Linked DNA regions of Sus scrofa: all the other regions are linked to region 1. The links are chromatin contacts, called in public Hi-C and promoter capture Hi-C maps. All regions are on one chromosome and are shown on one strand. The core of a region is the stretch at or near the end of the contact, and the rest is flanking DNA. Distances in the headings are between cores, read along the strand shown. Region 1 holds the start of CHSY1 (chondroitin sulfate synthase 1). Region 2 holds the start of ASB7 (ankyrin repeat and SOCS box protein 7). Region 3 overlaps ASB7 (ankyrin repeat and SOCS box protein 7).

The links. Promoter capture Hi-C pulls out the DNA fragments that hold promoters and counts their contacts. A called contact is a pair of places that touch in the nucleus more often than the background predicts.
Region 2: a contact with region 1 is called in a promoter capture Hi-C map of liver, with 8 times the contacts expected there. The contact joins the promoter of ASB7 here to the promoter of CHSY1 in region 1. A contact is called at or near these places in 1 of 5 promoter capture datasets (liver), 2 of 47 Hi-C or Micro-C datasets (fibroblasts and mesenteric adipose tissue) and 2 of 2 datasets of contacts at active chromatin or transcription factors (alveolar macrophages and skeletal muscle).
Region 3: a contact with region 1 is called in a Hi-C map of omental adipose tissue, with 2.0 times the contacts expected there. The contact joins the enhancer-like site here to the promoter of CHSY1 in region 1. A contact is called at or near these places in 15 of 47 Hi-C or Micro-C datasets (brain, embryonic fibroblasts, epiblast stem cells and 9 more) and 1 of 2 datasets of contacts at active chromatin or transcription factors (alveolar macrophages).

Annotation. Positions count from the first base shown.
Region 1 is chr1:139,802,237-139,806,596 of Sscrofa11.1, forward strand. It overlaps CHSY1 (chondroitin sulfate synthase 1), which reads right to left and starts at 2,222. Exons shown (of 3, transcript NM_001244442.2): 1 at 1,900-2,222. The coding sequence starts at 2,222.
Region 2 is chr1:139,188,940-139,193,299 of Sscrofa11.1, forward strand. ASB7 (ankyrin repeat and SOCS box protein 7) reads left to right here and starts at 2,468. Exons shown (of 6, transcript XM_003121646.4): 1 at 2,468-3,059; 2 at 3,227-3,315. It overlaps LINS1 (protein Lines homolog 1), which reads right to left and starts at 2,299. Exons shown (of 7, transcript XM_013993232.2): 1 at 2,155-2,299.
Region 3 is chr1:139,219,817-139,224,176 of Sscrofa11.1, forward strand. It overlaps ASB7 (ankyrin repeat and SOCS box protein 7), which reads left to right. Exons shown (of 6, transcript XM_003121646.4): 5 at 2,124-2,729. Among named protein-coding and RNA genes, the nearest start is that of ASB7, 31 kb to the left of the region's middle. Within about 2 kb of position 2,230, at least 3 of the 83 cell types and tissues checked have an H3K27ac peak or open chromatin away from gene starts, as enhancers often do. A contact at or near this core is called in omental adipose tissue, where this site is marked.

The sequences.
Region 1 (4,360 bases), core at 972-3,471:
GATAAAGGCCTCAAGCAAGATTAGGGCCTCAAGCATGGGTTTTGGGAAAAAATCATCTCCGAGTTTTAGGTCCAGTTTGCAGCATATCTTCTGAGCACTGCTAGTGTACCAGGACCCCTGATGGTTTGTATATATTGATTTTGTATCTATGAAAATGTATTGTTTGGGGGGCAGGGAATCATGCCATCTACTATTTGAACAAACTACTTTGGTAACTGTCCCAAAGTTGTAATTTCAAAGGACTTGTCACCAAATTACAATCATGGAGATTTACTTTCAAAGTCATGCTGTAAACAATTTATATAGTTCATTCTCAATTTCTGATGTAGAAGCTCTTCTTTCAAAAAGCACAATTCGTATAAAATTCCAAGTAAATTCTCAATACATCGGGGAGGAAACTTTGATCTTCGGGGTCTCAAATCTTGATCTTGGTCAAAATTATGCTACCTTTTCAGGCACTCAGGACCCTTCCTGACAGAACACAGGCTCTGCACTTAAGATCCTAATGGAAGAAGGTTCCTGCTGTGGCGCAGTGGATTAAGAATCTGACTGCAGTGGCCTGGGTCACCATGGAGGCTCAGTTCGATCACCAGCCTGGCACAGTGGGTTAAAGGACCCAGCGTTTCTGCAGCTGTAACTAGAATCCAATCCCTGACCCCAGAACTTCTATATACTGCAGGTACAGCCAAAAAAAAGGAAAAAAAAAAAAATCCTAATGGAAACACACAGGCAAGAATGGGGAACCAATGCACTGAAAGGACAGACAGTCTTTCATCTTCCTTTTCAATCCTTTACTTCCTTAAGAGGAATGGAAATCCATATATGCTTTTCCACCCACAGCATCCGACGCCTGAAAATTTAGACAGGAACTAGATTTAAACGCTTAAGTTATAGAGATACTGGTTATAAATTAAGAACCGACAGCAACCAGCTTGGCCTTGCTCAGCAATGACTGAGCAAGAGGCCATTCCCAGAGGATCTCCTGCACTGGTCTGTTCTATGGCTGGATCCCAAATCTTATCCCACAGGAAGCATTTCTATATTTCACACATATGAGGTTTCCATTAAATCCGTTTACTGAACCTACATCCTTCTTCTCCCTCAAATTCATTCCAATACAAATCTGCTATTCCAAATCCTCTCTCTTTCTCTCTTCTAAAGATTACTTTGGCTAATCCCTTTGTTAATCCTGAACATGATTCCAACCACTTTTATGACTCATATGGCCAACTAGAGCCCAGATACTGGCTAACACACACATCACCAAACTGGGCTAGTTAACACCAAATTTACCATGGACCAGGAACTGCTTTTCCCAAATATTCTCTTTCCAATTGCTCAACAGACCCCGGTGGGGTTGAGTGTGCAGAGGGCACTCCCCTCATTTACAGGAACGATTCCAACGGTGAAATCTACATGTGGAAGGGTTCTAACCAGATTAATTTAGATTGGCTCTAGTTCTGCAAGGCGAAAGATGGAGATTTCAGAGACTCAAGTAATAATCCCCACTGCCACCACTATCAGAGATACTGTGCCAAGTTTTCCCAACAACCTTAGGAGGGAAATGTTCAGTCAGGCTCATTGAACAAAGGAGAGTGAATATCTGGACAAGGAAAGCTTTAGCGCCTCACAGAAAGTCAGGGCGAGGACCACACCCAGAGGGGCCACCCTGGTATATCTGACCCCAAAAGCCCTTGCTCTTGAGCGCTGCGCTCACCATCCCGTCTCCGACCTCTGCTGCCAATGCCCAACATCGCCCAAGGGGCACCCCGATCCCACAGGAGCTCAGGAAGCCTTGGCTTTGGGAAGCCCTCATAGGCACAAGCCAAGGGCAGACACGCATGGCAGTTTGCTGGGATGCTGGATGCAGGGGGCGGTGCCCGGGGAGCAGGGGCTCACCTGTAGGCAGCCACCGCGCGGGTCTGCAGGTATTTCTGGGCGGTCATGACTCCCACGAAGAGAAAGTTCCTGTCGCGCTGGCCGCCATCCGCTGCCGGGCCGTGCGGCCAGAGCTGCGCCCCCCGCTCATCGCCTCGCGCCCCACCGGCCTGGGAAGCCGCGGCCGCTTGGCCGGGCCGGCAGCCCTCGGGACTGGCTCGGCGCCGCGGGCCCGCTCGCTTCAGCTCAGAGGCGCGGGGCAGGACTAGCCGCGAGGCCAGCACGAAGCCCAGCACGAGCCCGAGCAGCACGCTGAGCCAGGCGCGCCGGCCGCGCGCGGCCATGCCCGCGCCGCTCAGCCCGCCGGGCCGCCGCCGCCTCTGCAGGCTCCGCGAGTCCTCAGCCTGCCGCCCCCGCCCGCGGAGGCCAGCCCGCCCTAGCGCCGCGAGGCCCGGCCCGGGCAGCGCCGCGGCCGCCGCGGGCCCGCCGCGCCCATCGCGGCCCCCGAGCCGCACGCAGGCCCCACGCCGGTGCTTTGTTCCGCACGCCCACCCCGCCCGCCGAGGCCTGCGTCTTTAAGAGGGGACCATGCCCGGCGTGCGCCGGCAGCGTCTCCCGCGCGAGACGGCGGCGGCTCCTCCCGCTCGCGCGCGGGGGCGCGGGGCCAGTGCGACGGCCACGGCAGTGGCAGTCGAGTCCGGGCCCCCGTCTCGCCCTGCCTGCGTCCCCTGGCTGGCTTGACTCCGCTGGCGCTGCGCCCGCCTCCGTCCTCTTCGTGGCCGGCGCCGCTGCCGCCGCTGCACATCCTCCGGCTTAGCTCGCCATTGCAACAGGAGCCCTCACGTCACGCACGGCGCGTTTTGAAGCGGCCCCGGCGGCGGCGGAGCCTGGCCCCTCTCGGGATCCGTCCTCGCCGCCCGATTGGCGCAAAAGTGAATGGGGGGTGGTTCCCGTGGCCAAAGTTTGACAAAAAAAAAAAAAACCCTCCCGGCGGGCGCCCCACCTCGTCCCGCCCCGCCCGCGAGTTCTAAGGCGCTCGGCGCCGGCGGGGACACGGACCGCGGCGCCTTGCAGCCCGTTATCCGTATGGAGACCCCGCCCCCTCCGGCCGGTGCTCGGACTCCTGGCGGCGGCTACAGCAGCGGCATGAAGGCGTCTTGGTTCTGCTAGATGCATCGGTAACCTGCATCTTAGGCGGGATGTTTAAGAAGGGGCTTCTCGGTCCCCAAACTCTCCGCGACCACTTGCTCCTCCCGCATAGGCTGTCCTCGGGTAAACCCTGCCTTCAGCCGGGCGGACCCCACCGGCTACCTTCCCGCGTTTCTCCGGTTCACACTGCATCTTTGTTCCCGCCGCCCAGTGGGCCAGAGCGAGCACGTATAGAATCAACAGTTCAGGAGCCGTTTGAGACGTGCACGCTAGGAGAGTAGACGTGAATTCAGTCACCTTGTTCCAGGCCACTGGTTTCTAAGCTAAAAAAAAAAAAAAAAAAAGACTATCCTTAGTGTCCAAGCTCCTAACAGTACTAGCATTTAATGAATGTTGAAAAAATAGTAGGTGATGTTAATACTCTTTTAATTCACATTCTATGAAGACAGGTAGTCAGCTAATATCCCTCGTCACCTAGTATCCCTACTCTGAATCTTTGTCAATATTTTAACATAGTTCGTCCATAAGAGCTCCGTGGATTTCTAAAGACAGGTTTAGAATCGGTTGTAGAACCGGATTCTCTGTGATAGATTTTAAATTTGATGCATTTTCTCAAAAAAAAAAAAAAAAACTCAGCTAAAGTAACAAAAGCTGAGAAAGTACCCATACAACAAGTGTTTGTGTAAACATTAGTCTTATTACTTTAGTTGCCAGTGTATTGGGCTTTCTTTCTTTTTAAATGAAACTCCCAAAGAGTAAAGTATTTTCCTGGCCATGACGACCTCCCTTCATTTAATCAAATGAACCTAGGAATTAGGGACAGAAAATAAGCATGTTTGGGGTAAATCTTGGATCTTTCTTCACTGCTAAGATGACCAAATGATTGAAATATTACACAATTTAAAGTGCCACCTTGTGGGAGGTATAGATACCATCTCTGCCATTGAATGGTGGTCACTCTTGTTTATTCTTTGGATTTTACCACTTTCTTTGGCACTTGTAATTTATGTCAGAAATAGTTCATTACCCACCTTCCCACAGACTCCCTCCCTAAGAGGTGATCCACATCTAAAAATAAAATACTCATTATGCTGCCAATACAGGATTCCAACAGTGGTCTTGAGAAAAATACAGAACACATAACCATGAATTACAGACTCAAAAACCATCCATAGGGGTTTCCAGTAAGACCATAAGCCACAAATACCGAGTAGTCACAAGATCCCCCAAATTCAGCAGCAGCCCCATAATTCATAATGATCTCCACAGAGCACAAAGGCTGGCAAGATACAGATGTTCTGTTGTGTGTCAAAATTTCAGTATTTTCTAATCT
Region 2 (4,360 bases), core at 1,218-3,717, 610 kb before region 1:
TACCATGAATACAGAGAGCCAACTACAGTCTCCTAAATGTCAGGACCTTGAAGGATTCAGCCCTCTATATCCTCTCTCTACTTAGAGCAACTTCATGGACTCTCACTGTCTTTAATTAATATTTCCATGCTAACAACCCCAGAACCCACAGTTTGAGTTTCACTCTCTTTTGGGCTCCATGGTCAAGTATCTAAACGTCAGTGGAGGGTGCCACTTGGAATTTCCACAGCATCTTCTGTAGAAGCTCAACTCTTTCTGTGGCTTCTCAAACCTGCGCTCTCAGTTTATGGCACCCGTATCTCCTGTCTTATAAGCAAGAAACCTGACTATCTCGCCAGACCCTTCCTTACCTTATTTCTCTCCATCCTCACCATCACTATTACAGCATACCACTTCCTCCTAGGACAACTGCCACAGAGTCCTGGCTAAGTGGTTGTTTCTTGGTCCACCCTAATCCAGCTCCTTCCTACAAACATCTCCACTTTCATTAGGATAAAGTCTAACCCCCTGAACATGACTTAGCAGGCCCTTCAGTGTCTGACCCTTGGGATCCTCTCAACTCTATGCCTCACAAACTAAGCTCCAGGCTTCCTCTGAGGGCCTCAGAAACCCTGCACTGTAGGACCCCCAAGCTTTGCTTAGCTCAGTCTTTCTAAATCACACTCAACCTTTCCCCCTCCCACTCTTTCAACCTTCAACTTGGAAACCTCCAGTCTGGGAAGCCTTCCACACATCCAAGTCAGGATTAGAGGGCCCTGCCAAGTGCTCTCTCACCCTATACTGCAGTGTTTGTCTCACTGCATTGTCTGTAACTACTTTCTAGTTTGGTTTCCCCACATTTGACTATGATCTTCCCTGGGCAGGACTGAGCCGGGGTTGCCCACCTAAGCCAACAGGCAGCTCATGTAGAAGACACCAAAATGAGAGTTCTTGGTGAATGAATGATAATGAATGAATGATAATGAAAAAGAAAATACCAGGGCCCTTTTTAAAGTGTTTTCAGTGACTTCCCCCGCCACCTGCCACAAAACATCTTAGTATATTTTAGTTACATAAAAGGAGTTGATATGTTGAAATAGTACCTCCTTTATATAATTAGGCCTTTCTTTGAGGACACTGATGGTAGCCAAAGGTCTGGTGAATTGGGTGACTTAGTTTAAAACAAAGTCAACTCTTGCCTGGACTATCACAACAGTCTTTCTATAACCCCACTCTCAGCTACAGCTTTCTCCAGCAGCCAGTGATCTTTTCAAAACATAGAGTTATGATCATTTTTCTACCACCTTACCACCCGCTACAAGGTCCTACAAGATCTGGAGACTGTCGCGCCGCTTCACCATCAACCCCAACTTCACCACAAACCATTATCCCTCCTATGATGCTGGACTACCTGGTTCTCTTTCTTGCAGTTTCTGTCCACAGCAAAAGTTATTCTAGCATCAGAGGTTTTGCACTTTTGATGTCTCCGCCTGCAAAATCCTCCCCAACCCACCCGACCCCGGATCTTGGCATGGCTGGCATCTCCTCATTCAGATCACTATTCAAATGCCACATTCTCAGGGACCTTTATTATCAAAACAGCCATCACATCTTAGCCAATCTCCACCCCATTCCGCTTCCCTTTACATAGCCTATCTCTACCTGATAAATAGTTTCGTGTTTGTCAGTCTCCCTTGGTAAAGTGAAAACTCCACGATGATGAGTGATTGCATCTACCTCGTTCACCGAGGTCTCCCTAACGGCTACAACAGTGCCCGGTCGGTAAATACCTGCTCAATGAAAAGAAGCACTTAATAAACATGGCCATCTCCCGTATTTTCCCCTCTCTCCCTTTCAGCCACAGGAATTCCTGAGGGACTTCACCCTTCCAGGCAAACCCTTGAAGCGACACCGCCAGCCCACAGGACTCTCTTTCTTCGCCAGGCGAGGAACGCCATCCTGGGAACTAACGGAGCCCCGGGGGCCGAAAGACCTGCCAAGGCCCGGCACCCGCGTCTGAGAAGCGCTGAAGAGGGCGGTGGGACAAGGCTCCCCTCTCCTCGCCTCCTGGAGACTGCCGCCTTTCTAAGCCTAAGCCTAAGCCCAGAGACAGCCTCTCAGTAGGTCGCACACACGCCTCCCGCGCCGCCAAAGTTAGCGGCCGCTGCCAATTACCTGCAGGGAACCAGCTCGAGCCACCCTGACTCCGCACCGCCATTCGCGTGAGCACCGGCCCCTTCCGGGCCACCGTAGTTCGCGGAGAGAACCCGGCGTTGCCTTCTCCCGCATGCGCAGAGGCCCTGTGCGGCGCACCGCGTTTCTTAGCAACCGCCTGGAGTCCCTCCGCCAGGGGCGGAGCATTGGAAGCCTCAGAAGGGGAAGTGAGTGAGGCCAATCCGAGAGGAGTCCTAGCCCCAATCGGCACGCCTCCCCTAACTGTCGCGAATGCGCAGGCGGCTTTACGGCAGGCAAGGGGTGGGGGCTGCTGGGGGTAGGAGGAGAGAAGGAAGCAACCAACCAACCAAGTTGTCCCCACCCCCCACCCCCACCCACTCCGGACCTGGTTTACGGCTCCGGGCTCAGGCTCCAGTGCGGCCGCTGATTGGCTGCTGAAGGCTTGGTCCCATCCCAGTGACCCCAAAGTGCTGGAGGGAGGGGGCGGGGGTGGCCCAGTGCAAAGTGCATCCCGAAAGCCCCCTGCCTGGAGCCCCCGCGGCTGGCACTTGGGACCCTGTATGACCCGGGACCTCGCTGCCCCGAGACCTCCTGTGCCCCCAGTGGCTGGGAGCCTCCGGCCCGGAGCGCGGCAGCCCCCTGCTCTGAGCCTTCAGACCGGGACTGCCCCCCCACCCGAGCCGGGACTTCCTCCCTGCACCCCTGCCCCGAGGCTGCCCGGCGGCCAGCACCGCCGCCTCAGGTCGGCTCGGCTGTGTGGATGCTGGCCGGACTGGGGCCGTGAGGCACCGAGGAGGACCAGGAACAGCCGCGTCCGGCCCTGCCTGGGCTGTTTCTTCAATGGAGAAGTTGGTGAGTGTGGAGGAGGCTGAAAGGAGGAAGAGAAGCAGCAGCTGAGGAGACAGGTAAAGTCAGTTACCTCCCGGAGGGGAAGGGGGCTGGCCTGGGAGGGAGGAGAATCCCTGCTTCTTCCTGCCTGCCTTTACCACTCTCTTCCTCTGCTCTCCCCTCCTCAGATCCCCCTCCTCCTCGCCCCGGGGCTCTGCACAGCTTTCTGCTTTCTGATCTCCAGGTTTGAGCTGGCTTGAGGAGGCGAGAGGGCAGGAAGGGTCTACCACCAGAGAAGCAGCAGAGAGCCTCTGACCAGCATCCTCCATAAAGGTAATAAGCCACTCCTCCCCTCCCCCATTGTTTATTCTTGGCCCCTACCTCATTAAGCAGTGCTTTATTTTCGGGATGGTTACCTGGGAATGCAACCCTTTCCTGGCCCCCAGTTTCCAGGCAAAACCAGAAACACTGCCTATGCCCTGATCTTTAACATTTTAATAACTTCTTTTTCCCAGGAACGTATTTTATCCCTTTTGCTCTGCACAGTGTTTTCGTGTTTTGCATTTTCTTTCGGTACACTGAACCGTGTACCCTGCTCAGAGACTTTGAGACCTTTTTGTGGTTTCCCTGCCCCTCTTACTCTCATAGGAATTCCTCAATTCCTGGTTAATTGCTTGTTAATTCTGAATGACTCTGCTTTTTAATTAAACTACAATTTTCTGCTTTCCCTGTATACTTTCCTATAACCTTTTCTCTACCTCTACCAGAAAGTCTTTTGAGTTATCTAACTGGTGAAGGTTTAGGTAGAGGAAGATACAGTAATAACTTGAAACTTAAGAGTTTCAGAAAATAATGCCAATTTTTTTTCTAGAAAAAATGAATCTGTGTACCTAAGTAGTATGAATAGTACGAAAGCAATACTCCCTTCTGAAGCACTTATGTATAATTAACTCTTTTGTGTATTTCTTGTGACAGATGTGGATGGGCTCTGAAATTCTTATAAAAAGATCAACCGTATTTGTTATATTTTGGGTTTCCTAGAACTTATAAAACTTTATGCAGTATCTTGTTAATCATTTGACACTCAGGAATTTAAAAACCAAAGACTGTTTTGGTGTATTTAGAATCTAGGGTTTTATTTTTGCACTCTTCATAAGATTTCTCATTTCAAAATCCTTACAGAGAATTGGTTAGATTGAAATGTAGGCATCTAATTCATGTGATCAGATTTCTGCTGCTGTATTTTGTTGCTGTCTTTGAAAATGAGCTAAAGGTAAGTTTAGGACATTCATGTAAATCCTGAAGAGGGGGTATAATCAGGGAAATTATGTAGGAGTTAATTCAGAAATTAGCCAAGTGAATAACTTCTCTAGCATCC
Region 3 (4,360 bases), core at 980-3,479, 580 kb before region 1:
GTGCAATTTCATGTAACATAATTTTAATTTTACTATCAAATAGAATGAGTGTAGGATGCACACAGACTGCTTACTGACACCTTTAAAGGCACCCCCAGTGGATGAAAGGTAGGAGAAGAAGGTATTCTTAAATTTCACTAGCAGATTAAGAGAGAATGTCTGGAAAGCAGTTGATTGGTCATATATAGATTAGAAATGCTGTCTTGGCAAGATTTGCAGTTTCGTTTGAATAGATGTCTTTTAGATGCCATGCCTGTGTTTAATTAGTCTACTTTTAGGTAAATGTGGTATCTGAGCAGCGTCTGTCAAAATGGGAATATTAGTAGCTCATGTTTATGCCTTGCCAGTAGGTGGCAGCAGTGTGCTTTGTTTAAATGTTCTTGCCTATTTTTTTTTTTTTTTGTCACATAGTGAATATGTGCTGTATATTTTTCTTTTAGTTGAAGACCAGTGCAGATGTGATACCCTGATTTTCTTTAAGCAGATAAAATTAATATTGCTACTGTGTAATGTAAGTTTATATTAAATGATTTTAGAAATTCAACTGATACAGCTTACCTAAAAAAGTGTTAACTTTTTACAGGTTTGTTTCAACTACATCTTAATTGAAATTTGTATTCTCCACAGTTTTATTACTATTTTACATATAGTTTTATGCCTCATAGGTTTTGCTAAGAGAGCAGACTTCATAAAATTTGATTTCATAAAATGTTTTAGAACTAAGCAACACTGTACTAAATAGTCCATGAGTGTTTGATCATATAATTTTGGAGGCGTCTCATTTGTTTGTTTGTAGAACATGCATGAATTTTTTTTTTATGAACAAATGAAAAATTAAGGATGACTCTTATGAGAAGAAAGCATTTTATTGTATTTTATTTTTGTCTTTTTAGGGGTGCACCTGTGGCATATGGAGGTTCCCAGGCTAGGGGTCTAATAGGAGCTGTAGCTGCTGGCCTACACCACAGCCACAGCAACACCAGAGCCAAGCCGTGTCTGTGACCTACATCACAGCTCATGGCAACGCCGGATCCTTAACCCGATGAGCAAGGCCAGGGATCTAACCTGCAACCTCATGGTTCCTAGTAGGATTCATTTCTGCTGCACCATGATGGGAACTCCAGGAGAAAGCATTTTAATCCTAGGTAGTTAGGTCTGCCCAGTTATCTTCACATGGAATTGCTGGCCTCCAGGAAGTGACCTGCATCCTCTGAGGGTTCTTCCCCTTTTCTGCCCCTGCTCAGGAAGGCCAGTAGGATGAGTTGTGTGCAGAACTGACCCCTGGCTTCAGGAAAGATTGGGGGCAGGTGACAAAATTTCTGTGACTTGAGGAGTAACATAGCTGATAAATCATTTTTGTTTCTTTCTCTCTTTTATTTCTTTTCTTTCTTCAAGAGATCTGTCAATTTAGGAGAGAGTTTTGAAAGTGTTTTAGAAAATAATATTTATACAGTGCTGAGGTTTCTCCCAACTTTTCACACAATGTGTGCTGCTTAACTCTTACCAAGATTCTTGTAAAATGAAGAATTCAGAATAGACTTTTATCTTATGAAAACATAATTTATCAAGATCACTTAGCATATATCTTACAAGCTTTGGAATTTTTACAGACCACAGAAAAACTTTTTTTTTTTAAACTAATACAGCCTAAAACAACACAGTCTGCCAGACCGCAGTACATCCGTAATTTAGAGCAGCAGATGTTGCTACACATGCTTCTCTTTAAGACCAAGAAGAAGCACAAGAGAAAATAAAATAAAAAGTTCAAAACAGAAGAGAAGCATGAAACAGTGCAGAGATGAGGGAGTTGGGAAGCCAAGGGCAGTTGGTTCAATTAGCAAAGAGAAGGGATGTGGTGATCTGGACTCTGTTTTTTGTGTACATCTTCTAAACACTTTGTAAGTCATGTTCATCCTGTTAACCCAGCTTTGATAACTCTCTAGTAAAATTTATTTTCCATTAAAACTCTGCTTGGGTTAAGCTGAGAAGTACGTGGTATTCATTATACTGTTTCATCATTTCACATTTCGAACAAGAGTCGGCTAAGATGTGCCATCCCATGGCAGAGTTCATTGCTTTGTCACAGAGTCTGCTAATGTTTTTCCATTTGGTTCTCACTCTAGCTGATCCCACAGTGAAGGACTTAATCGGAGGCTTCACTGCTCTTCACTACGCAGCCATGCATGGCCGGGCCCGGATTGCACGCCTCATGTTGGAATCCGAATACAGGAGCGACATCATTAATGCCAAAAGCAATGATGGCTGGACCCCCCTGCATGTGGCAGCCCACTATGGTAGGGACTCATTCGTCCGACTCCTCCTGGAGTTCAAGGCTGAGGTCGACCCACTCAGTGATAAAGGCACAACACCGCTTCAGCTTGCCATTATCCGGGAGAGGTCGAGCTGTGTGAAGATCCTCCTGGACCACAATGCCAATATCGACATTCAGAACGGTTTCCTGTTGCGATACGCTGTGATCAAAAGCAATCACTCTTATTGCCGAATGTTCCTTCAAAGAGGAGCAGACACAAACTTGGGTCGCTTAGAAGATGGACAGACGCCATTACATCTGTCTGCCCTTAGGGATGACGTGCTTTGTGCGCGGATGTTATATAATTATGGAGCGGACACGAACACAAGGAACTATGAAGGACAGACCCCACTGGCTGTTTCAATAAGCATTTCTGGAAGTAGTCGACCGTGTTTGGATTTCTTACAGGAAGTCACAAGTATGTAATTTAATTATTACTATTACTACTTTTTTTTTTTTTTCAATTGCATCTTCTGAGGAGCTTAAGGTGTTTTACAACTTAAAATGGCCAGACATGAATGATTCCTGTTAGCCCTACCTGGTAAGTAAAATGAAAAGAAGGCTCCACATCACAAGATTTCATAAAAAAACAGTTGTGTTACTAGAAGTAATGAGAGTAGATAGGGTGGGGTGAGAGAAGAAATGGAGAAAAAGAAACAGGAGAATTTTTTAAATTAACAAAGATCGATGTTAGAACAAGGCACTTCCTGCTATTCATAAGCATAGTATTTCCAGGCTTTTGTGGAATTAAGATTGAGGAATTAGAAGGAGGATTTTGGATATTGGCATCCATAGCTATGAAAGTGAGCTAGAATTTGCGCTCTATGGCTAAGCTCTTGCTCATATTTTATTGTTGCTTTTCTACTTCATTACAGTGTGGGACACATGAAATGGAACAGCAGTGTTATTTACTTACATATCTGAGTAATGCAGGTTAAGGGTTGTAAGGGTTGTAGCAATTGTTGTAAGGAAAAAATTAACTATCAGTGGAAAATATAGTGCCACTGTCCCTGGCCCACACAGGACATTGTAACTGACCTGTTTTTGTGCAAACAGGCACTTTTTTTTAAGCCAGGAAGTGTCCAACCCACCATGTGTAGCGACGCGTGTGTTGTATTATTTCCCTTCTCTCCCCTTCCCATTGTGCCCAGGGCATGTGGAAGTTACCAGGCCAGGGATTGAACCTGCACCACAGCAGCAACTAGAGCCACAGCAGTTAACAATGCCTTATTCTTAACGCACTGTGCCACCAAGGAACTCCACATGTACCTTTAAAATTAGGGCAGATAGAAAAATGGATGTGACTGCCTCTTTGTGTTTGAGTTCTTCACTACATATAGAGCAGAGCCATGCACCTAGTAGGTCCTCAGGAAGTGTGGGTTGGCTGATTGCTTCCATAAAGGATAGTGGCTGAGCAGACTTGGTTGGGGTGCTTTTCAGAAATGAGGCACCATCTGTCCTTGGAAGGCTGTCCTTGGAGGTTATCCTTTGTCTTCAGATGCTGCAGTCTAATTTGTTACTTCTTGACTCTGCCATCAGTGCTGTTTTCTATCAAAAGCAGATTAAGTGCTTCTGATTCACCTGTGTATTATTTCTTAGATTTTCTTTTCTTAGTGAATAATTCTGTGCTAGGAGGACTGACTGTAGCAGATGCTCTTTGGAGCTCTGTCCTGGCTGTCTCTTAAAAACCAGAGTGAAAGAAGGTTGGGTGGTGCAGGGTGCATCAAGTCAAATCTCGGAGCGCCTCCTGGTCTCTGATGCTGCCCAGCAAACCCCGCAGCTCTCCAGGCACAGAGTGTGTGGATTTGCACCTGAGAACTCAGACCTCTGAGCTGTGAGGACAGCAGAAATGCCACTTGGTCATCTTTACCCCGGGCCTAGCAAATTATTTAAATTGGAAGAGCTCAAGATAGTCATCATCCTAGAATCTAAAAGCTACTGTGGCTTTTTAGAAAAACTGCCGTAAAAACTTTCCGTAAAAACACAGCAGGTCAAGTGGCTTAGCTTTAAAGTGGTATCTGTGGATGCTTTGTTGATCTCAAGCAGAGG